2 separate regions of the Rattus norvegicus genome follow, and region 1 is linked to region 2. A link is a contact called in public Hi-C data. All regions are on one chromosome and are shown on one strand. Each heading gives the region's core, a stretch centred on a gene start, on an enhancer-like site or on the middle of the called end of the contact. The rest is flanking DNA. Distances are from core to core; before and after follow the strand shown. Region 1 overlaps Ptprg (protein tyrosine phosphatase, receptor type, G). Region 2 overlaps Ptprg (protein tyrosine phosphatase, receptor type, G).

Region 1 (7,916 bases), core at 3,566-6,065, 320 kb before region 2:
AACTAGTGGACGCCACGTTGGAATTTCGTGGGAAGAATTTTAGGCTACAGATAAGGACAAATCACCTCACAGGGAAGAAGATTAACCTGTGGGGTGGCCTCTCCGGCAAACAGCAGCCATTGTGGCTTTCAGCCGTCAAAGGCGAATGACTCCTCTGGGGAAGTCGTCTGTTGGTCTTATTATCCAGAGACTGGAAATGCGACTTCCTTTCCCCTCAAAAACCCAAAGTGGCATTTTTTTAAAAATCACATACTTCATCTTTAAACTTTCGCGCAGAAGCCATGACTTGAACTAAACCTCCAGCAGGAAGTTTCTTCCAGGGAAACACTTAGCATAAGGGTGTGTATTGTGAGGAATGGGAAGGCCTGCTGCTTCGCTTTTCACCTTGGCAGAGGGTAGATGCTCAAAGGTGAATCTCAGCCCAGGCTGTGAAATCTTTTCTGCCAAGCGAAGTGATACCTGCCTGGATCTTATTCGTACATCAGCGCAGTGCGTGAAGTAATGCACATTAAGTTGAGAGGCAGGCAGACGGTTTTGCACTCGCAGCCCCTGTATGTTTTGGTGCATGGTTACACGAACATTCCCTCTGTAACCCGGAACTGCTCATTCTTGGGCGCTTCCCTTTGCCTCCTGTATTTTGTCTCATGTATAAAACAGTACAAACAGCTCAGGGACTGAGGTCCAGATGGGGACACTACTGAGAGGTGATTTTTGTTTTTCCTTTTTAAATCATGAAGACACTAAACTGCCCCCAACACCATAGCCACATTGGCCTGAAACTCCCCTTATCCCCCAGCCTCACACCAGCAATCCTTCTGTTACGGCTCCTGAGCACCAGTCACATACTATCTTTCTGGCTTGTTTAGCCCATAGACAGGCGGGGCTGGAGAGATGGCTCAGTGGTTAAGAACACTGACTATTCTCCCAGAGGTCCTGAGTTCAATTCCCAGCAACCACATGGTGGCTCACAATCATCTGTCATGAGATCTGATGCCCTCGTCTGGTGTGTCTGAAGACAGCTACAGTGTACTCATTTAAAATAAAATAAATCTTTTTTTAAAATGCACTAGGAGTGAGAGGTGTGGCTTACTAGAAAGAAATAAAGAGACAAAGGACCTCCCCCTGCCTTGTTACTCCTCACTCTGTCCCACACTCCTGTCACCATGACATTCTGCCTTGCTTCAGACCCAAAGCAGTGGACTTGGCAAACTGGACAGAGACCCCCACCCCAGGCAGTGAGACAAAGTAAATAGGTCCTCGGGCATCCGGTCATAGCACAGGAAAATGCATTGCAGGGATGGTAGTGATAAGACTTGAAACTCTGTAGGCTTCACTCACTTCATTGTCAATCCCCAGGTAAATGCTCAGAAAATTTGAATTGCTATATTTTATTACTTATACAGATAATGTTTAAGAGATAATTATTGTTACATTGTTAAGACTCAAAGTTACAATAGCAAGTAATTAATCCGTACAATAGCAATTAGTATCTGACTGACGAATTGTCTCCCTGGAACACACAGCTGCGAACGTAGGCTTGCCTGTGACAACTTCATGTTCAGGACAGCTTAACAGATTGCAAAGGACACAGCCGTGGGGAAGGGTCAGAACGAGGGTCAGCTGTTAGGAAAGAGTTATGTGCATTTATGTCCTGACACCAAGCCTGATGCTTAGAAACCTTTCAGGCTGGATGTGTGCAAGATTGGCCTTCTTGAACTTGAACTTGGTACCTGCTAGTGCCAAGCCCTTGGGAGTTTTTCTTTCAGCCACAGCCTTGCTAAGCAGCCAAACTGGCCCGAAACTCTCCATGTAGCCCAGGCTCAAACCTGCAATCTTTCAGCCACGGGCTCCGGAGCACCAGGATGACAGTCATATACATTCGTGGCTCGATGCCTAAGTCCCTCTATGTGTAGAGCTTGCAGTTGTGCCTTGACCATGACAGGACCTTGGTAAGAGAGCGAGAGGAAGCAAGACAACGTGTCCTGGGAGATTAAAATGGAACACAGTGGATAATGCAATGTTATCCTCTCCTTTGGTGGCGGCTTGGATGATAGTGTCCCCCACAGGCTCAAGAATTTGAACATCTAATCCCTAGTAAGTGACAACGTTTGGGATGGTACGGCCTTGCTGGGGGCAGACTTTGAGAATTCATAGTGTGGCCCCTCTTCCTGTTTGCTCCCTCCACTTCATGTCTGTGGTTGGAGATGTTACAGCTCTACTTCCTGACCCTGCAGCATAGTTCTACGCCTCCCCAGCCATTAGGAAATCACTGTCTGCAACTGTAAGGCCCCCTAAACCTTTCCTTCTATAAGCTGCCTTGGCCATGGTGTTCTAGCACAGCCACCAAGACGTAACTCATATACCCCATATGCATGTTTAAATACTGATACATATGTTTAAATTTTAAACCCCAATACCTTAGTAAAGGCCTTTGATTAAAAGGGAGATAATATGAAGTTGTTCTGGCTTGTGACTCGATGTAACTATTGTCCAAATCATGAGGGGCCATTTGGACAGAGGTGCACATGCAGAGAGATGACCTCATGAAGTTGAGGGCAGGGATCCAGGATAATTTTCTTATCAATAAGGAAAAGGGAGATTCACTTAGAAGCTTAAGAGGCATGGAGCTGACTCTTTTGCCTGCCCCAGGGAAAAAACTACTTCCTCTATGACCTTGGCATCAGCCTTCTAGTCTCCTGAACTCCTAAGCTGAACACACCTCCTTGATTAGCCACAGCGGCCCTCCTCTTCTAACACACTCAGCTCTAGGGTACTGGGCATCCATTGTCTTGGAGAGTGGAGATGGTGTGACAAGCTCTGCAGAAACGGCTGTAGATGAGGCTTCTGGGGATTCCAGGCTCTTTATAGCCTTAAAAGTGCAAGCTAAAAAGAGGAAAACGAGAAAAGAGGCTTGAATGAGTTGTGTGAAATGTATTCTTTGTCCTGAAGCCCAAAGCCAAATGCAAAAATGCTTTAAAAGAAAAAAAAAGAATGCTCAGTCTTCCAAAGAGGCAGAAGCCAAGGGCCCCGTATTCACAGAGACTTCCTGTGCAATGGAGGCAGGGACTGCAGCCGCGCCAGCCGTCATTCCCTGTGCTGGTGGCACTCTGTCGGCTCTTATGTAATTGTTACTATATATACAGCTTCGTTCTGGATCCAGCTCTGCTGTCTCTGTACCTCCTCCATGATCCATGAAGTATTTGTGAGGTTGTCTAACTGCTGCTGAGGTAGATGGGGGTAGATGCTATTCCCAGTTTGAAGAATACTCAACAGTGTGGGGTTAGAAAGCCTTCCCTAATTTCAGGTCATACAATGAGACTGTGGTCTGCGTCTTTGCCTTTGGCTGGGGCACAGATGGCAGAGACCTTGACTTCAGAGTGGCTCATGATAAGGGGCTGACAGGGAAGAGCCTCCTAGGCACAGAGTAGAAACAGAAGCTCTCCTTCCTTCTCCACAGTGACTGGTATTTGGCCACAGGTGGCCACTGTGATCCCCACAGGGGCGCCATTGTAATCCTCACTGGGGCTGCAATCCTGTCTTCTGCTGTCTTTGCCTCTTTTTGTGATGTTATATACTATGGACATCAGGCTGACCAGTTCAGGGAAAGTTATTTGCACTCCTGACCCCCTGATGGATCTTTACTCTTGACCTCAGATTTCTGTGTTGGCAAATTTCATCTTCAGTGACTCAGAACTTGTTACTATTTCAAGCTAAAAGTAGGGTTACACCTTAGAATATATAATGTGCTTTTTATGGTACCTCATGGAAAATGTATCCACCCATGGCTGAAGTGTTATTTCAGACTAAAACCCTTGGTAAAGATGAAGTCATTCCTATAATGAACATAGAACGTAAAGACATCATCTCCCCTAAATAGCTCCAGTATACAATGTTCCTTCTTGTTTCAGAGTCAATTTAATATCTAAGAAAATGATATGCATATATATTTATATGCACATTACCCTGAAACACAGTGGGTTCATTTTTAATCTTTCCTATTAACTGAAGTCCCTGGGAGAGGAAAAGAAGCCACACCTGTATTAAAGACCGTGCAGAGATCACTGGGGAGACATTTGTAATTGTTGAGACTTTAGTCTTATAACTATCATGTGAAACCTTTGGAGGTGCACTAACAGGTCCCCAGGTCCTATGGTTCCTAAAGCTAAGAATGCATCATTTAGTGTCTAAAGTCCCTCCCACATTTTCATACCTTGCTCTGCCCTGCGTACTTGGTGCCCCATCAGAGTACTAGCAAAGTACCTCTATCATCGCTTCCTTTTGCTCTTTTAATGTAAAAACTTCAGTGAACTCTTTCCTCATTGGAACAGATTGTGGGGTGTAACTGGCCTGAGTCTGTTCCTGGACCATAGGCACAATGTACCACATTCTGCTCCAGAAGAAACTCTCTTAATGCCCTTTTGAAATGAGAGGTGTTTTCCATCGACAATACAATCAATTTTACAAAGACACAGACGATGTAGTCATTCTCATTTTATAGGTAACAAAACAGAATCGGTCTCCTGACAGGCAGGCCCTGTAGCATGAGAAGGAACAAAACCTGCCTCATACCACAGCGGGCCCCTGCCTTACTTGTGAACAAAACAATGCTTAAACCAACATTGTGCAGGTTCTGGCAACACGGAACTCGCTGGATACTCTGTAGCCAGGACACGCCATTTCCCCTCTGAGTGGGAAACTCTTCAAGTCTTCCTCTCAAACAAACACCCGGTATTATTTTTGCAGACTTCTGGGGAGTTACTTTTGGACTACACCCTAGGACAGGAAACCACAATTGCGCCTAAATTTGCACAAGATGGAAATAGATAACATTCTTTAGCAACCATGGCCAGCCACACTTAGTGCCTTTGGGTTCTCAGGGTGACTGATGGTTTGTGTAATGCTTTTCATACCTGGGCAATTCACAGGAACCACTGGCCCAGGGGATTTCATAAATTCCGAGGGCTTGTTTTAGAAATTAGAAGTACAGGGGAAATGGTGAGAGTGGAGGAAAGAGATGCTCTATGATTCAGGCTTTGGGGAGGTGTTCATGGGAAAATGGGTTGCAAGCGAAGAACGGTAGTGCAGTGCAGGCCGATGCAAGGCGTGTGCTGTGGACCCGAGTCTGGGTTCTGCCTGTAACATTGCAGAGCATATGATAAACTTAATATCAGTGAGGATGTAAGTAACATCACAAAGTGGCTGCTTTCTGACATTCCCCTCTACCGAGGTGAGAATCCAAAACTGATCCTAGGAGAAATTCTAGGCACACATCCACGGGAAGGATGCAAGGCCTGGGATTGCTAACTAGTTCGCCCAGATTGTATGCCCGAAGCCACTTTCCCTAAGCCATTGAGACTTTGATTTTAGGTCTATTTCTGCCGACTTCTCCAAGCTGAGTTGCTTAAAGCAAACCTGATACTTGGATTTTCATGACTAATCGGTTAATTTCCACTCATGTATGTGGCAGACGCAGGCTTGTTTATGTTTGTTCGTGCATGCGAGTGTGCACATGTGGAGGCCAGAGATCGAGTCCAAGTGTCTTCCTTCATTCTTCTCTACCTTAATTTTGGGGATTTCAGGGTCTCTCACTGAGCCTGGTGCCCATCAGCTTGGTTAAGTTGCCTGGCCAACTTCTTGGTTTAAAACAACAGGGCCTGTCTCCTGCTCTGTCTATCTGGGTGGTTTGTCTCTTTGCTGAGAGTCGCTTAGACCTTTTGATGATGATGTTAGTTGTGATACTTTGCTGAAGGTTTGCTCCCCCCCCCCCCTCGTGGCTGTGCATGTCATATTTAAACCTGACAGAAAGGAAAGCCTCAGGTAATCTTAGGGATCATTTTTTTTTGCAAAGCATATCTTTGTATGAAACCTGATAACACCGAGAGGCAGGACTCAGTCTTTGTGCCCCCATGCCATGCCATCTGTTTAAGAGTCTGTGCACCCATCAGTTATATGACAGGTTACTTCTCAGTGTGCTCCAGAGCCTGCCACCCTCTTCTGCTCACCTGTGTCAGGATGCCCTGGCAACTGGCCACCTCCCATATGGTGGTAAGATGGAGTCCATGGACAATACAAGCATCCCTCACCGTCAGCCAGCTGGACATGCCAAGAAGATGGTCTAGGTTGGTTAGAGGAGAGGAAGGAAGCTGGCCAGCCTCTTGGAAAGCTGAGGACTCCAGCTCAGACAGCATTTACACAGCTTTTATCGTTGTCTTTAAAAGTTTCCTGAGGGCCGGGAAAGCTGGCTCTGGGATTAGTAGTTCATACTGCTATTGCACAAGACCTGAGTTTGGGTCCCAGCACCCACGTGGTCAGCTAATAATTGCCAATAACACCAGTTCCAAGGGACCTGGCTCCTCTGGCCTCCGTAAGCACCTGCCTTTAAGTGTTCCTTTCCTACCCCCTACCACTACATACATGCATAATTGAAAAATAAAATAAATCCCTTTTGGTTTTAAAAGGGGGGAGGGATTCTTTGCAAAAAGAGTAACTCAGTCTCTTCACTGCCGTGGGCTGGGAGTGAGTAGTGAATAGTTCACTTAAAAAACAAGAACAAAAAAACCAATACTATTTGGGGAAAATGTGAAGGCAAAATATCTAACTGCTTTAGAAAGAGGCACGGATACAAATGTCGAGAGGCCAGAAAATACCCAGCATGCACCATCGCCCTCGTAATAAACTGGCCGGCAGAGGCAGACCAGAAAACACCCAGCATGCACTACCCATGTTATTAACTGTCTGGCAGAGGCAGAGGTTGCTTGATCAATATGAACTTGTTCACGCTTTCAGATCTGGGATTGTTTTTACTCACGTAGAAGGAGACACAGTTTATATCCAGGGATCAAAGTAAGATCCTCCATGTTACCACTCAAAGTGCAGTCAAAGTTTAAAATTCCTGCAGTCCGGCAACAGGAAACGTGGGATCATTAAACCGTGTTGGCTGGGTTTGTTGTTTATTCCGACTAATCTGACTGGGTGCCTGGTGTGGCTGGGAGTGTGCTAGGTGGCACCATTTGAAAGCATAAAGTTAGAGGACGCAGTTTGAAAAGTAGTGCTGAGATATTGTCACTTTAAAATCAAATTTTCTAGTGTTTTATTATTGTAATTTGCAGATATTCAAGAGTTGAGGCAATTAACATCAGTGCTTTGTCGATTGATTGACTGTGGACAACTGATTGACGAATGATTGATGATTGATTGATTTTTAAAAAAATTTTTTTTAGGCACTAATGATTTCATGTAGCCCAAATTGGTGTTGAACTTCTTATTCCCATGCCTCTACCTCCCAAGCGCTAGGGTCTGCCACACCAGTGGTTTTCAAACCAGTGTATGCTGAGGTTGTTGGCTATGTAGCACTGTGTTTCTAATAGGCTGTTGGCAGTTCCCCGACATGTGCATGAGTCACATTGCAGATGGATCCTCCCGTCCATGGGGTGGAGGGCCTTAGACGATTGTAGCCCCAGCTGTCACCTTATGTGCACCTGAGTTGCAGGCCTTCCCTCGCATAGACTCGGCCAGTAAGTACTATGACTGATATCTCTTAATGGCAAAAGTTTCCTGAGTTCTAGAGGATTTTGCCTCACACCCAGCCTGTGATAGTTTCTAATTCTAGAGCTAGGAGAGTCCTTTTGTAAATTACAGTGAGGAGGTAACTCTGTCCTGCGGCTTCTCTCCACAAGGCTGATCTATTCTGAAGTGAGTTGTTTCAACTCTAAGAATAGGTATGTGGCACAGGTGAGGTTATAGGGGATAAGATGCTTGTGACTAAAGCACAGAAGGCTGTGCGGTGAAGGCTGTCTATTAAAATCACCCTGTGCCTGGCAGGACCTGGGGACAGCATGCTATTCCTTAATCCCAGCACTATGGAGGCAGAGGCAAGTGGGTCTCCGTGAGTTTGAGAACAGGCTGACCTATGTACA
Region 2 (7,298 bases), core at 4,263-6,762:
TCGTAGCTGACATTGCCTGTTTTACCCACTGTTAACAACCAGTAGTTTTACCTTCACCTGTGTGTTCAGCTGCCTTTGAAAAGGTTCCCAAGGAAACTGGCTGTGCCCAGGAAGAGGCTGGTGGTGCCAGATGCTGTGCTGGCCTTGCTACATGCACATATGTTTTATTTAATTTTCAGAATGCCTCCAGCCAGGTCTTACCACATATCTGTTGGGTATCACTAGGCACTAGAGGTAAAGGCAAGCATCATGGGGACCGGGAAGATGATTCTGTAGGTAAATGGCTTCATGCAAACATGAAGACCTAGCTTTAGATTCCCAGCAGCCATGTAAAAGCCAGTAGCTGGGGCACACATCTATAATCACAGAGGAGGATTCCTTGAGCTCGTTAGCTGGCTGGTCTCTCCAGATTTGGTGAGCTCCAGGTTCAGCGCCAGATCTTATTTCGAAATCCTAGGCGATGCAAGAAGTCACGTGGCTGTTGACCTTTGACCTCCATGTGCACACATAACCAGCCCCGAATCCCCACCCCATGCTGCCACTGTGCATGCATATGCACTAGGACGAGTGCACACATGTGCACGAGAACACACACACACACACACACACACACACACACACACACTATCCAATTACTTACCTCTTTACATATAGATAGACACATAGACATTTTACATTGTGAATGGAAGAAATAAACAGGGCAAGTATGGGCCTTCATACCCGGGTATTACTGGTTTTACCAGAAATCAGTCATGTTCTAAGAGTAGAGGAGGTCTTCCTTGAGCAGGGCAGTCCAGCATTCTTTATGTGTTTGGTGTTAGGTGTTCTGCCAAGTTATCTTGGGTGTTTCCTGTATAGACTACCAAGGTCCTGAGTATGGATTAGCCCCTGGGAGGGCAGGAATGTAATCCTGCAGAGATGTAGAGGAAAAGGTCATTTGCAAAGGCCCTTGGGTATAGGAAGAAGCATCGGGGACCAGTGGGCAAAGGGAAGCGAGATTAGACATAGGGCAGGGAAGCTGGACCTATGTGGAGTCAAGAAGGTTGATAAGGTATTGTGATAACACGTTTGCAGCCCTGGTCAGTGATCTGAACAGGTGTGTGAGCCTCTCCCATTGGCTGTATTGTTAAAAAAAAAAAGTAGTAGAGTCTACAAGTCCAGCAGGAGCCTGCTAGGAGGTTTTGAGGTCAGGTGAAGTGATTGGGAATTACAAGTGTCCAGTTAGGGATGGCAGTCCCCACAGGATGGATGGATGGATGGATGGATGGATGGATGGATGGATGGATGGATGGATGGATGGATGGATGGATGGGAGGGAGAGTTGGTGGGTGAGTGGATGGATAGATAGATAGATAGATAGATAGATAGATAGATAGATAGATAGATAGATAGACAGACAAAAGGATTGTATAAATCAGCATATACAATATAATTAAAACAATTCAATATCAGTTGCTCATACAGTTACTTTGTGCATTCAGCAGTTCCAGTCTGGTACCAAAGGCCTAAAGCAGAGCTTCTTACTCTGTGGTTTACAACCCCCGTAGAGGTCTCATATCAGATATTTGCATCATGATTCACAACAGCAAAATTACAGTTATGAAGCAGCAATGAAAATCATTTCATGGTTGGAGTCCCCACAACATGAGGAGCTACACTAAAGCTGCACTACCCTTTAGTGTCACAGCATTAGGGAGGGTGAGAACCACTGGCCTAGAGGGCAAGTGGGACTTCTAAATAGAGGGGTTTGTGCATTAGTGGAACCTCACATGCTATCTAGCATCATAGCAGGGGCACAGCCATTCCTTCACTGGGCCTATGGGACAGCCTGAGGCAGTGTTAGACACGAGGCTTGAGAGTCCAAATTTGTTCTTGTGTGCAGTCATCGTACTCCTCGTCTGCCTATGACCTTTTAAACGTGACAGTCTGCGGAACAGATAACAGAGAGTCAGAGATAGGGAAGGTTCTGTGCAGATACTCGCACTTCTGGTGTACAGGTGAGCGGCGAGCTCTGTGTACATCTGGGTGAGAATGTTGTCTGTGACACGATCGCTGACGCTCACATCACAGAACAAGGGGCTCTGCTTCCTGGAAGATGTGTGAAGCTGTTGAAACCCTTCTGGGAGAGTTACTGTTCTGTGTGGAGTGGTTAGTGTCAACGCGACGGAATGCATGATCAGCTAGGAGGTGGGCCTGCTGGCCTGCCTGAAGCGAGATCTTTATTAAATCAACTGATGTGGGAAGACCCCTCTGAACTGTGGACAGGGCCGTTCTCTGGATCCTTGGCTTATCCACTGCTCTGCTTCCTGACTCTGGATGCAGTGTGACTAAGCTCCCCAGGCTCCTGGTGCCTTGACTGACTTCCCAGCCATGATGGATAGGACCTTAAACTGTAAGCTAAAATAAGCTCTGTCTCCCTTAAATTATCCTTATCAGTGTATCTCATCACAGCAACAGGAAGAGAAATGTAGATACTGTGGTCCATGAGTCCTTCCCCCTCCCCAGACCTATCTTGCGTGTCACTTCCCTTGATGTCAGCTCGCTGATGTGCTCCGGCCCCAGTAGCCTGCACCCTCTGGCTCAGGACACTTGACCTTCCTCTGCACCAAACTGATGCTTCTCAACCTTCATAGCTCTGCCTAAAGTGCCCTTCCAAGGGAAGTCTCTTGGCTGCTTTGGTCTAGCCATTTGGGAGGACACCCATACTTTCCCCTGTGGTCACTCTTTTTTTTTCTTAATTTTTTTATTAACTTGAGTATTTCTTATATACATTTAGAGTGTTATTCCCTTTCCCGGTTTCCGGGCAAACATCCCCCTCCCCCCTCCCCTTCCTTATGGGTGTTCCCCTCCCCACCCTCCCCCCATTCCCGCCCTCCCCCCAACAGTCTAGTTCACTGGGGGTTCAGTCTTGGCAGGACCCAGGGCTTCCCCTTCCACTGGTGCTCTTACTAGGCTATTCATTGCTACCTATGAGGTCAGAGTCCAGGGTCAGTCCATGTATAGTCTTTAGGTAGTGGCTTAGTCCCTGGAAGCTCTGGTTGCTTGGCATTGTTGTACATATGGGGTCTCGAGCCCCTTCAAGCTCTTCCAGTTCTTTCTCTGATTCCTTCAACGGGGGTCCTATTCTCAATTCAGTGGTTTGCTGCTGGCCTACGCCTCTGTGTTTGCTGTATTCTGGCTGTGTCTCTCGGGAGAGATCTACATCCGGCTCCTGTCGACCTGCACTTCTTTGCTTCATCCATCTTGTCTAATTGGATGGCTGTATATGCATGGGCCACATGTGGGGCAGGCTCTGAATGGGTGTTCCTTCTGTGTCTGTTTTAATCTTTGCCTCTCTATTCCCTGCCAAGGGTATTCTTGTTCCCCTTTTAAAGAAGGAGTGAAGCATTCCCTGTGGTCACTCTTGACATTTGTTTTAGAATAGATCTCTCTTTTACTACAAGTACCATGATGTGGTAAGACTGTATCTCATGGGTAGGTAGCACTCTCATCATTGCTAACTCTTCAGTGAGTATATGGATGGATGGATGGATGGATGGATGGATGGATGGATGAAATATGCCACATGGCCAGGAACAAGAGCCTTGCTATAATATTGACCCAGTCAGAGCATTTGCTGTTTATCCAGGCTAAGTTCTCATGTAGTAAAAGTGTAACTAGGCATTTAGAGAATGGGGCTACATCTCTCACAGTGCCTACAGCCAGAGGGCTTCTTCTACTGTAGCCAAAGTTCTCCCAAACCTAAGTGTTCATTTCAAAACAGCCATGCCGAGAGGGCTTGCTTCACTGTCTAGATCAACCTAACAGCATAGAAAGCGCTTATAGACTGGCAGGTGCTGGCTGGAGTCAAGTGTCCCGGGTACCACTGCTGCCGGGTCTTGGGAGCTAGTGAGCCAATTCTGGTAGTAGGTGCCAGGGGCTGTCAATCGTTTTCACGTTATAAATATTACCTAATTACTTAATCCTCTCTGTCTCCAGGCGGGTAGTCGGCGTTTGAGCTTCAAGGCCAACTTTGCATCCCTCCCACAGCTTCTACTTTCTTTTGCTCGCCAGATAAATCTGTTCTGACATTGGGCTTATTCATGTGGGCATGGTGGTGCTTGTGAACAACCATGTGGAAATTAATAAAGACTCACGGTGTCCTTCCTCCCAGCGCGAGGTACTTCCTCTTTCCTGCTAAACTGCAGTCAGTCACTGCTCCTGAAACACGGGGTGCTGAGATTGCAGGCATCTCTCTGCAGAGGAATGTACCCCAGAGCCAGTGGATTTCCCCAATTCTTCCCAACGATTATTCCTCAGGCCTCCTTGTGGATGCCATTCTTTAACTATTGCACAAGGACTTGGGCATGACCCTCACTTTCTCATGACCTAAGAAACAACCATGTCCCCTGCCCCGTAGAAATAGGAAGAGTCATGAATCCAGCTTGGGGAACCTTGGGAGGCTGACTCTACATTCATTCTTGGTTTTTTGTTTGTTTGTTTGTTTGTTTGTTTGTTTGTTTACCTCAGCACACCCAGGGGCCGCCTGGTTTTGGCACTGATCTTGAGACCTCCTGTGCGTGCCTGCCCGTGTGCATGTGTGCGTGCAAGTGTGTGAGTATTTTAATTCCAATGCATTGTCTTGGATTGAGATTCAAATCTTGATTCTCGAATGTCAGATCTCTCCTTGCCTGGAGGAGACCCACTGCCTAGCTGAGAGCTGTCAGCTGATATCAAGTGCCCAGAGCAATGTTTCTTGGCTGGCACCAGGAAAGGCTTCTCTGAAGAGAGGAGGAGCCTTCTCAAAGAGGAATGGGCTGACCACGTAAAGCTGTTACCAGCCTCACGGCCTGTGCTCCTTGAAGCATATGGGCCCAGTTGTTAGAAGTAGCCTAGTGTCACAGCTGGCTCCTTCTCCTGCATGGAGAGGGCTGGTATTTAATAGGTATAGGCACAGGGTTTCCTAGAGCCCACTACCCATTCCTAATCTTGTCTGCACTTCCTAACCCTAATTTATTTCAGTGAAAGCCTAGCTATCCTGTCTGTGCGGGACACGTGGAACTTTTTTATCATGTCCGTTGAGATAGTTTAAAAGGACAGCTTATAGAGTGTTAGACTGCTACACAGAGCTCCTCCTTTGGTTGCCAAAGATGTCTTTGGACCTCTATTTTGTGTGACACAGCTGTTTTTCTCTTTTCATAGCTGTAAAATCACCCTAGCAGTCAAAAATGTGACTTTGCACTTCAGGAAACCACATCACAATGCAGGGGCACTGGGTCTCTGACACAGATCTCCTATTATGAGTCTATGTGTAGACTTAGGTCCGAGAGATGGATCACCAAACACATGGAAGGAAGGCCCAGGTAAGGTGGTGCCAGTCCACTTTGTTCTTATGACTTGGTGTCACCGTTTTTCAAGGTGAGGGAAGACAGCATCCCAGAGAATGAGGAAGACGTCCAGTCTTCCACTCTGGACCCCAAGGCTTAGCAGTTCTCGTTAACTGTGGCCTTCTGAACTCTGCCACCTCCTTTAGTGTCAAGCCAAACAATGCTCCTTCCTGTACAGGATGTGGACGCACTTCCCACAGCCATTAGCTCTCAGAAGATGAAGGGTGTCATGAATAAAACAGAGTCCAGGGTGGTCCGGGGAGGGCTGGGAAAGTCCGGAATGCACACTTGGAGCTCTGACACACGGAATGTGTGTCCTGCCTCCTTGGGCAGCTTGTTTGCTGAGCATGAAGCACAGTACAGCAGTGCTCCCTGTACCCCTTCAGAGCTGGGCCTCTGTGCTGCTTGCAGCTAACTCTAACCCTTGTTTGCCAAGAATCAGGGCTGCAGTTCAGAGCTACTGCCAGAGGTGGAGCATATACCCCTGAAGTTAGTGTGACAGTCGCAAGGCAGTATAGAAGGGAGGCTTGATGTGGTCAGCCTGTGCTCAACAGAACTTAGGGTGACTGGAACCAGAGTTCCCCATAGGTACCTCCAGGGGGTAGCTACTTAGCCAAATCTGACTTCTGGAGTCAGGTCTACGTGAGAAGAATCTTGACCACCGTCCTTAGCAGATTTGGGTTCTACTCTGACAACAGGCTTTCCTGTGCTGCCTGTGCACATCCCCACGGCAGGGCCATGATAGCCTGACCCGGCCTAACTGTCACCCTCCCCATTCCCCACTTAAACACCTGCTTATATTGCCGACTCAGTTCAGCCTCTCTGCTCAGCAGCTCTCCCAGCCAACCCGCCCTACAAATCCAGATTCCCAGTTCTTTTTCAAACTTTTGTCAATGCTTCTATAATATTGTCCTTAAAAGCATATCATTATGTTCCTTAGTGCCGGGAGTGTGTAACTCCCGGGCTGACATTAATCCTAACTCTAACCCTCAGTTTATCAATTTGGGAAGTATCCATCCATAGTCCTCAGATTTATCTATAATTTTAGATGTGATTCAATAAAACATAAATGATTACAAAGAAAGGCAGCTATTTGTAGATAATATGACAATATTTTTTAAATTATGTCATACTGTACACACACACACACACACACACATCAGCTCTGCTGCTGCTGTGGGAAAACACCATGACCAAGGCAACTTATGAAAGAGATAGTCTATTTGGGCAAGATATAAGGCAAGACATGAGGGAAGCGTGAAAGAGAAGGGACCTTTTGTGCAAATGTCACTAGCCCCAGAAGAAGCCACAGTTAAAAGGCCACGGTGTTGACAAATGTTACCCACAAAGGACAGCGTTCCCAGTCTGAGGAGTTCGAGTAGCCTCCCAATGTCTTTGCATCATCATGGAGATGGGATTAGAGACAGGGAACGTGGGAGAACAAACAGCTGCTTTCTGCCTCTCTCCCAGGTTCAAATCAGGCTGACTTATCTCCCACTCCATGTCTCACGATCTGCTTAGCGACCTGGTCTCCAGGACTGTGGAGTCCTCAGTCTGAATGGAGATGTCCTTCATGTGTGACCATCAGAGACGAGGGCAGAGCCTGCCTTCAGGCAGTATGTTCTTGGCAACCCTCAGACCATGGTTTTTGGAAGATAAGAATGCAAGTCATGCGAGGGTCACTCTAAGTTGCCCTCCAGTTCCGGTACCTTCTTCAGAGTGGTGTGCCCTTCATGAGCTCTTGGACATGGGAGAAAGGGAGGTGACATTCTGAGGCACCAATATTTCTAGGGTTCTGGATTTTTGGGGGTGTTTTTGTTTGTTTGTTTGTTTGTTTTTCCTGTCTGATCTGCTGTGGAGACTCTGAAACAGTAAGAGACCTTTCTCCTCATGTCAGGTTTCTGGAAAGTTCCCTGCATTAAAGGGGTCCTG

Evidence for each region. Hi-C and Micro-C count contacts between places; a contact is called where the count stands out from the background.
Region 1: a Hi-C map of frontal cortex shows a contact between it and region 2, with 2.2 times the contacts expected there. The contact joins two enhancer-like sites. A contact is called at or near these places in 4 of 12 Hi-C or Micro-C datasets (frontal cortex, hepatocytes, liver and 1 more).

The regions. Positions count from the first base shown.
Region 1 is chr15:15,725,065-15,732,980 of GRCr8, reverse strand. All of the region lies in intron 2 of Ptprg (protein tyrosine phosphatase, receptor type, G), which reads left to right. Among named protein-coding and RNA genes, the nearest start is that of Ptprg, 250 kb to the left of the region's middle. Within about 2 kb of position 4,815, at least 38 of the 93 cell types and tissues checked have an H3K27ac peak or open chromatin away from gene starts, as enhancers often do.
Region 2 is chr15:15,411,160-15,418,457 of GRCr8, reverse strand. All of the region lies in intron 8 of Ptprg (protein tyrosine phosphatase, receptor type, G), which reads left to right. Among named protein-coding and RNA genes, the nearest start is that of Cep15, 150 kb to the right of the region's middle. Within about 2 kb of position 5,512, at least 5 of the 93 cell types and tissues checked have an H3K27ac peak or open chromatin away from gene starts, as enhancers often do.